Linked DNA regions of Mus musculus: all the other regions are linked to region 1. Evidence: chromatin contacts called from public HiChIP or PLAC-seq and Micro-C data. All regions are on one chromosome and are shown on one strand. The core of a region is the stretch at or near the end of the contact, and the rest is flanking DNA. Distances in the headings are between cores, read along the strand shown. Region 1 has its middle 42 kb from the start of Gm30713. Region 2 overlaps Disc1 (disrupted in schizophrenia 1). Region 3 overlaps Sipa1l2 (signal-induced proliferation-associated 1 like 2).

What was found. Hi-C and Micro-C count contacts between places; a contact is called where the count stands out from the background. HiChIP or PLAC-seq counts read pairs in DNA pulled down with a chosen protein or histone mark.
Region 2: a Micro-C map of granulosa cells shows a contact between it and region 1, with 2.6 times the contacts expected there. The contact joins two enhancer-like sites. A contact is called at or near these places in 1 of 15 datasets of contacts at CTCF or cohesin (stem cell-derived epiblast-like cells), 6 of 484 Hi-C or Micro-C datasets (the HL-1 cell line, adipose-derived mesenchymal stem cells, embryonic stem cells and 3 more) and 1 of 115 datasets of contacts at active chromatin or transcription factors (heart atrium).
Region 3: an H3K27ac HiChIP or PLAC-seq map of trophoblast stem cells shows a contact between it and region 1, with 9 read pairs. The contact joins two enhancer-like sites. A contact is called at or near these places in 1 of 15 datasets of contacts at CTCF or cohesin (stem cell-derived epiblast-like cells), 3 of 484 Hi-C or Micro-C datasets (the N1E-115 cell line, Sertoli cells and nephron progenitors), 4 of 115 datasets of contacts at active chromatin or transcription factors (epiblast stem cells, heart atrium, stem cell-derived epiblast-like cells and 1 more) and 1 of 9 other capture datasets (embryonic stem cells).

What each region holds. Positions count from the first base shown.
Region 1 is chr8:125,342,742-125,345,567 of GRCm38.p6, reverse strand. No RefSeq gene overlaps it. Among named protein-coding and RNA genes, the nearest start is that of Gm30713, 42 kb to the left of the region's middle. Within about 2 kb of position 1,402, at least 101 of the 459 cell types and tissues checked have an H3K27ac peak or open chromatin away from gene starts, as enhancers often do. A contact at or near this core is called in granulosa cells and trophoblast stem cells, where this site is marked.
Region 2 is chr8:125,165,773-125,168,598 of GRCm38.p6, reverse strand. The region is part of intron 9 of Disc1 (disrupted in schizophrenia 1); the gene reads right to left. Among named protein-coding and RNA genes, the nearest start is that of Disc1, 110 kb to the right of the region's middle. Within about 2 kb of position 1,403, at least 4 of the 459 cell types and tissues checked have an H3K27ac peak or open chromatin away from gene starts, as enhancers often do. A contact at or near this core is called in granulosa cells, where this site is marked.
Region 3 is chr8:125,512,632-125,515,457 of GRCm38.p6, reverse strand. The region is part of intron 2 of Sipa1l2 (signal-induced proliferation-associated 1 like 2); the gene reads left to right. Among named protein-coding and RNA genes, the nearest start is that of 4930566D17Rik, 8.3 kb to the left of the region's middle. Within about 2 kb of position 1,342, at least 97 of the 459 cell types and tissues checked have an H3K27ac peak or open chromatin away from gene starts, as enhancers often do. A contact at or near this core is called in trophoblast stem cells, where this site is marked.

The DNA.
Region 1 (2,826 bases), core at 153-2,652:
GCAGGCCCAAACATGGCAAATATGGCTCTGGCAGACCTTGATCTTCTCCCCCATTCCCTCTGCCTTGCTAAAACCCAGTTAGATTCCTAAAGCTAGCCACCAAGGTCTATTCCTTTATTTGGCAACTTCCTCCTCCTGAGGCTGACCATCAAGGACCAGCAATCAAAGTATTGAAGTCCAGCAATCAAAAGCCCACTTTGGCTCACCTAATTAACATGCTCAATTAAAGTTAAACACTTCATCCTAACGCGGGGCTTTCCTCTTTCCCTTTATAAACCACCATTTGCCTATGGGCCACATCTCTCTCCTCTCTATCCAGAGGCAATTCTCTGTGTCCCACCCACTCCAGTACAAATACCCCTCCCCCCTCTTGTGAATGAATGTTTGTCTACTTGTGTGTCTGTGTACCATTGGCATGCTTGATGCCTGTGGAGGCCAGAAGAAGCTGTCAGATCCCCTGGAACTAGTGTTATGGGTGGTTGTGAGCTACCATGTAGTTCTGGGGACTGAACCCTGGTCCTCTGTAAGAACAATCAGTGCTCCGAACTGCTAAGCTCCCCACACCCCTCACCCATGCTCAAACTGTTTTATGACAGCAGCAGAGAGAAAACTAGAACAGGGTGCCGGAGAAAGTGGCGAGATAAATGCTCGTCTTCTCAGCCGTCTCCTCAGCCTGCCTCCGAGTGTCCTGCGGTTTCAGGGCAGAAGAGGGAACTCTCTTAATTATTTATTATAATTTTCCTATGGTTTACTACCTTACATATTTTATGCCTGACAAATATGCGGCCTGAAAAATCTTCCCCACAAATCAAAGATGACTTGATGGTTTTGTGGAGTTAAAGTTTTTAATCCCGAGGGAGCACATGAGCATGTGGGGTATTTCTGGGGGTTTGCCTTGTGGATGTTGCAGTGGGGTGATCATCTATGTGCGGGCACTGGCCTGAAGTCTGGGATCCCAGGGGAGGAGGGCAAAGACATCTCAGGTATTTAGAAGCAGCAGTGAACCCAGGGGAGTGACCTTCTCGGCTATCAGACACATCTCCAGGTCCCAAGACAGAAACCTAAGCCTTTTCCACAGCTCAGAGGCCCAGAGTGCTCAGCACCTCTCTGATCTTTTATCCCTCTCTCCTGCCCGATTACTGGAGGCTGAGGAGAGGACAGTGGCTGGCTCTGATGTGGAGCTCAGAGCAGCCCACGGAATATCCCTGACAGGCGCAGTGTGGCTGCCAGACAACCAGGCTTGCTAGCTTTATAGAGACTCTCTTGCCTGAACCCTCTTTCAGAATACTTCATCTAAGTTGCCACAGGATGTGACCAATGCCTCAGGATGCCACCCACAGATGTTTGAAGGGTCCCTGGGGGGCAATAGAGACCTCTCATCCCTTCCTCTGCTAGCTCGGTGACGAAAGAGCCGGGTGAGTGAGTCAGACGTGGGCAGAGATTGTCACACATAGATCAGTGTGTTTACATCCTAGAGCAATTGGAAGAAAAAAATAACTTGTTGTATCTCTCCACAAGTTGATGACTCATCCATTCCTTGCGACGTGTTTTAGCTAAGAAGTAATAACTCTTCATTAGGAGGCTGCCCAAGGGTGCTGAGTTGCCATGGCAACGGCCCTTCACACAGACAGACGTTCATGATCTCCCTAGGTATCTCTTCATCTGACATCATTCCAGGACATTCAGTATTTGGACCGGAACATAGAAGTATGGCAGACATTTGTTTACAAGGATGGGCATGTCTGTGGCGGTGCCTGAGTACCCGAGAAGGGCAATTTGTCAATTTATATGGGGTAGAGATATATTTAGTCCTTGGTTATGGAAACTAGGAAGGCTGGGAGCATGGGGTTGACGTCTTCTCTGCTCATGATGAAGCAAAGGGTGTCACATGGTGAGACACGGCAAGCTGGTCAGAGGAAGTGAAGGTGCTAAGGAAGCCAGTCCTGAACAACCTGTCACTTGGTTAATGCTAGAGTAAAGGAGAGTGTTCAGTATCTCCTCCTTTCGGTAGTGCTTCCCTGGGGACCAGGTTTCTAAGGCTTGGACTTTGTGGAATATATAGCAGGGTGCATATAAGTGTAATAGATGTATGTGTGTATAATATATGCGTATATATATTACATGTATAATACATATCATATAATACATGTATTAAATAATATATTGCATGCATATATGAATATATTACACATGTGATACATATTGTATAACACATGTGCATTATAATAATACATATCATATATATGTATGTGTGTACATATGCAATATAATGACACTATATAATTATAATATAGATGCTTTCTCTAGGCTGGACAGGACCCTTGCCATCTTGAAGTAGAATAGCTGTGATCCTCATGAGATCTGGTCTGTTAATGTTCCTGCATGGAGGAATGGGAAGAATTCACCAGGCAAAGGAAGCACAAGGCCTCCCAAATACCCCCACGAGTTCCCTCCTCTCCCAAAGATGTCAGTCACTATTAAGTATGAAATAAAGAGTTGACTGGGCTGGGACTTGCTGTCAGCGTGGCTGCCCTTGAGTGCTCTTGTTCCTGTAAACAATCTCCACAGAGCCACCCATTCACTCCTTGGACGAACACTTCCCTTTGGCTTGTTGATGTCCTCTCTATTTGGGATGAGCTGGTGCCACTCGGGTCTCCCTGGGAGGGGGTGGCTAGATGGTCTCTGGTAACCTGGCTGCTCTCCGCTGCCTTCTCCAGCAGGAGGTACCACACAAGCCTCATCGAAGCTCCTCACTAACTCTGGCTCCGTGTCCAGGCAGCCAACAGACTCGGGTTCTTCTGACTCAAAACGGAAAGGAATTCCAAA
Region 2 (2,826 bases), core at 154-2,653, 180 kb after region 1:
AAGAAAAGGTTTCCTTCTTCTACAGAAAGAGAATCCTAGAACTTCAAGAGGTACTCAGCTGTCCAGGGTAAGGGCAGCTCCTGTTACCTTTGCAGCTGACTGTCCTCATGTACCAAGGTCAAGTTCAGAACAACAATGATAATAGGAAGTCACATGCAGAACCCTAGAGGGAGCGGTGAATGGACAGCAATGTCCTGGCAGGATCTGACGTCACCTAATAAAGAAGCTAGGAAGAACAAGAGGGCTCACATCCCTGAGCCTAAGAGCTGCTTGTCCATCCCGACACGGCTTTCTCCAGCCACTGTTAGAAATCACATTTTAAAAATGTTTTATATTGGGGTACAGATATAGCTTAGTGGTAAGCACAAGGGCCCGAGTTCAATCCCCAGAGCCCACATAAGAAGCCGGGTGAGATGAGACACTTGTAATCCCAGTGGAGGCAGAGACAGAAGGATCCCCGAGGCTTCTGGTCAACCAGTCTAACCAAATAGGTAAATCCCAGGTTAGGGAAGATCTTAAAACAAAGTTGAGGGTGCCTGAGAAACGGCAACCAAGGTTGACCTCTGACCCTGACCCCCACTCACGTGGGCGTGCAAACCTAAACTCAGATGTTGCTCGTTTCCTAGTTTCCCCTTAAGATATTTTATCTATAGGCTGCATAGATGGTTCAGCAATCAAATACATGTACTGCTTTTACAAAAGGCCTGAGTTCTGTTCTCAGTACCCATACCTGGTGGCTCACAGTGCCTGGAACTTCAGTCCCAGGGGATCCAATGCCCTCTTCTAGCTTCTGGGGGCACTGCATTCAGGGTGTGTATAACCCTCTCCCCCAAATCGCTCACATGATTGTTGGTCTTTTTGTTTTCGTTTTTCCATTTTAAAACCTAAGAAACAGGTATTTGGCTTAAGACTGAAAAGATTATGGAGCACTGTGCCCACGCAGACCCAGACCTGCCTTTCCTGCTCGCTTGAGCTACATTTGACCTTGGACACAGCGTTCCTTCTGAGTTGCTGTTTCCCAAGATCCAAAAGCAGCTGAACCCAGACTATGACTCGGTTTTATTACATTCCAATCCGTGGAAGCTTTAATTCACACAGGAATTTGTTTTCTTTTAGTTTTAATTACGTGGATGCACATATGCCTCTGTATGCATGTACATGTGAGTGCATTACCTGTAGAGGTCAGAAGGGGGTGTCACTCCATGAGAACTGAGGAGCAAGCATGGGTCCTCTGCAAGAATGCTTGCTCTTCCCCATTAAACTATCCCCTGGTCCCTGAAATACATTTTTTATTTCTTCTTACCAACTCTTGGATGGTTCATTTGAGTGATCTAAAGCCACACCTCCTCAGCCTCAGACACAGGCGAGCAAACCCACAGGGAGAGGGTGGCTGACCCAGCATAATACTATCATGAACGGAGCACAAAGATTCCCCAGCGCGAGCCATCTGCAGTTCAGTCGTCTCCTGTAACAATCTCCCGTTCCGCTTGTTTATGTTTTATTCATCATCTTGAAAGTATTTAGTGAAGTAACAATGATGAGATTCACAAATACTGCACAGCGCTTTTTTTTTATATAAAGATATTAATGGCTTTAAGGGCTCACGCACCATTCAAATGAAAACATCGTTGGGTTAGATTTGCTCAAATCTGTTTACATCTCCTTGATTCTTCCATAGAATCCATTCCCCCGTTTTGTGTAAAAACTGAGTGCTTACACTGTGAAACATTTTGGTTTTTCTTATTCATAAGACTTAAAAAAAATCGACTACAAAAGTCTGCTGGAGCTCTACCGTGCTCCGGTCAGTCATGACGAAATGAGCCAGCCTGCAGGGCCTGGGACCCTGGAGCTCCCCCCTCACTGTGCGTGCTCCACACACAGCCTTGGGCTGCATGTGGCAAAACAAACAAATGAATAAATAAAAGATTTGGCCTGTAAGAGAGAGAGGGATGGCTGGGCAGTGGTGGCCCATGCCTTTAATCCCAGCACTTGGGAGGCAGAGGCAGGCAGATCTCTGAGTTCAAGGCCAGCTTGGTCTACAGAGTGAATTCCAGGACAGCCAGGGCTACAGAGAAACCCTGTCTTGAAAAACTTAAAGAGAAAGAGAAGGTAGTTCAGTGGGCAGAAACCCATGCAAGCTCCGTGAGCCGAGTAAAGGTGGACTGAGAAGTGACTCCTGAAGGTTGCCCTCTGACCTCTGCGTGACCAACGCAAAAATAACACGCAAAAAAGAGAGAGACTCTCTGACCCTTTCCTCTCTCTGACTCCCTTTGCTCTCTCTGATCTCTTTCTCCCTCTCTTCCCTTCCCCCTCGTCCCGCTCTCCAAGTGTCCCTGGCCAGCCCCTAATTCTCCTCCCTATCCCACCCCACCCTGTGTCCCTGTCCTCTGTCCCCTCTTTCTCCTCTTTCTCAGCCTCTATTCCCTGCTCACCCCCCCTCCCCATGCCCCCAAACAAACTCTATTTTATACTAAAAGAGGGAGGAGGGGCCCGGGAGTGAGTGGGGCTCTGTGGTTAAAACTGGAGCTGCTCTTACAGAGAACCATGAGTCCTGTTTCTAACTCCCACATGGTAATTGTATCACCGGCTCCAGGGTCATCTGGCACCCTCTTCTGGCTTCCTCAGGTACTACACTAACATGCACAACCCCACCCCCATACATAACTTAAAATAAAAAATTAAATACTTCATAAGGAAAATTTAAAGAGTTAAGGGAAATAATGCTAGGCTCTGAGCTGTTGAGCCAGATGGGGCTTCATTAGCAAGAGAAACCATGATCACTGGCCATCTGATTCAAACAGGGAGGGAACAACAGCTCACACCGTT
Region 3 (2,826 bases), core at 93-2,592, 170 kb before region 1:
TCTTGGACGTGCCCTGTCTCCATAATAAGAATTCATGGCAAAGATGTTAACCTCTGTGTTGAAAAAAGAAAATGTGAATGCTAAGTTAGTATCAGGGATGTAGGACTATTGAAATGTGGATTTTCAGTTTTCAGTTTGTTATGTGTTTCCTGCTTCTCAGAGTGAAGTCTGTTCAATCCCTTCGTGCACTCCACAAGGTTGGTGCTATTATCTTTTGGTTGTGTAGACTGTGATGGCTTCGACACTAATAATGGCTTACTCTAGACTGGCGTGTGTGCATGCGCATATATACATTTCTAAGTGCAGTCACACATGTATATATGCTCACATGGAGGACAGAGCCACCCTCAGGTGCTTACACTCTTGAGGTGCCATACACCATGGGTTTTTTTAATTTTAATTTTAATTTTTATGGTTTTGCTTTTGGTTTGTTTGTTTTAAGACAGACTATTGACTAGCCTGGTGATAAACTCTCTTAGAAATAAACTAGTTGGTCAATGAACCAGAGGCCCACCTGTGACTGCCTCTGAGCTGTGTGTGTGTTATCACTGTCTCCCAGCCGTGACCATATATGTTGTCACTGTCTCTCCAGCTGCGAGCTCTCATGCTGGGCTTTTCTACTCCGGTTCTTGGGCTCAAACTCAGGTAAGTCCTCAGGCTTGCATGGTCAGCGCTTGGCAAGCCTGAGACCCAAGTATTTTGTTGCCTGCTTTGCTGGGCTGGTCAGGTGGCCAGTGCTGCCTTAAGCTCTTAGCTGCTCAGTCAAGACACTTTTTAAAGCATCGTTGTACTGGAAGCAATCAATGTAATAATAAAATCTATGTATCAGAGAGGGGAAACCTCATGCCACAGTGCGTGTGTGGCGGTCAGAGGACAACTTGTACCGTCAGTTCTGTCTTCCCATCTTAACATAGGTTCAGAATCCAACTGTGGTCACCAGGCCTGCAAACACTTTACCATCTTGCCTCTAAGAAACTTGAAAATCCTGTATTTGGTATTTGAGAGCCAAATCACTGGTGAGCTGCCAGCATCTGTATTCCTAGACTTTCCTGGGTGACAGGCAGTGGAGGTGGAGAAGCTGCTTTGGCACAAGAGAAAATTAGCAAGAACCACGGTAATCGTCATATTGCAGGTATTGCCTTCAAAGAGTGAGAAAGTTCTCTTTAGTGGCCACGACTATGTGACTCATGGGTCCTGGCTTGACTTCCCTATGTCACCTGCTGCCCTCTCATCTTCATGGAGAGGGTGTGAGGGCTGACGCGGTTCACCCTCTGAGCACACAGAGCCTGTGGGAGTGTCCAGCGAGGAAGGCAGCCAGCCTGAGGGAGCTGCAGCCTACCCTCCTTTCCTGTCCTTTGTCTATTGTGAGAAGCTTAGCATGCAGCCATTACTCCTGTGATCTGCCTGCCTGGGAGCCGCACTATTTTTAGGAACTTCTCCACACAATAGGTTTATAAAAAGGCTATTGAGCCTTTTTAGGCTCTGTGTTCTGTCTGACAAGGCTGAGTTACAAGCAGGCTTTCCTGCCTCACTGCTCAGGAGGGCACGATTCTCTCTTCTTCTACATCTTCTCTGCTCTTACTTAGTTGTTTCTTCCTTGGAAAGTGCTTGGAGACCCAGAGGTCTGCTGGTCCTGTACAGCTATGGCAGGAATCTGGGGAGCACTCTGTTGTATGTGGAGCACTCCCGGTGTCTGTGGAGCACACTGGTGGATGTGGAGTTCTCCAGTATCTGTGGAGCACTCTGTGCAGTTTCTCCAGCTCTGTTTCACACACACTGGTTAAGTTGCAGTTTTTTATTTCTCCTCTTTTAAAAATGTGCTAACATATGCACAGTTAGTGGTGCTGCTGGGGAAAGTGAACAAGGGAGCTGGTTCCTCCTTCCGAGTCTTTCGTGTCTTGAGTTGTTTTCTCAGAGGAAGGGATCCCATTGGCCTGGCCTGATGACCAATTGAGAAAGCAAGTACTGTTTATTATTTGACGTTTGTTTTAAGAGACCACTTGGGCTGGGGTGTCACTAGCTTAGTTGGCAGCATGCTTCTCTAGCGTGAAGGAGGCCCTGGATTCCATCCCCAGTGCCACAGAAGTCAGGTCTGACATCCCAGCACTTGGCAGGTAGGAGCAGGAAGATGACAGGTTCATGATCAGTCTTGGCTGCAAGGTGCATTCAAAGCCAGCCTGGTCTTTATGAGACCCTGTCTCTGCAGAATCAAAGAGGATGAGAAAGAGCAGTCGGGCAGTTGGATCTTGTTAGTTTCTGATTTTACGCTCTGAATATGTTTGCTCATCAGGATGGAAGGGCTGACTTGCTTGCCATCACTGAAGCCTGCCTGCCTCTTATAGAACCTGACGCTCTCCTGAGGCCACGGGATAGACTGGCCACTTCTTCCCCTTGGTATCTCTCAGTTAAGATGCTGTACCAAGCAATGCACTAGACTTCACGCCGTGAGACTGACTTTTTCAAACACACAACTAAATGAAGATCATTCTCAAACTAACTTTCTTCTAGGTGATTAGTCAAATAAAGTTGTTGTTGTTGTTGTTGTTGTTGTTTTTAGTGTTAATTGTAGGAGGTGGTAGACGAGAAGCTGTCCATATAACCCTGGGATACTTGCAGAGGGCTGGCCTTCCAGGCCTTGGGATATGTTCCTGGGATGTCAGCCACTGTAAGGACAGGTGTACAGCTGTGTGGAGGGCTCCACTTAGGTTCCACTGGCTGCATTTGAGCCATCCTTCCCACTTGTCCTCTCCAGTGTCTGTCATGCTCCTTGAGTTTGTCAGTGGCCTGGCTGGCATCTGGTTGATATTAATACATCCTTGGGGTTCC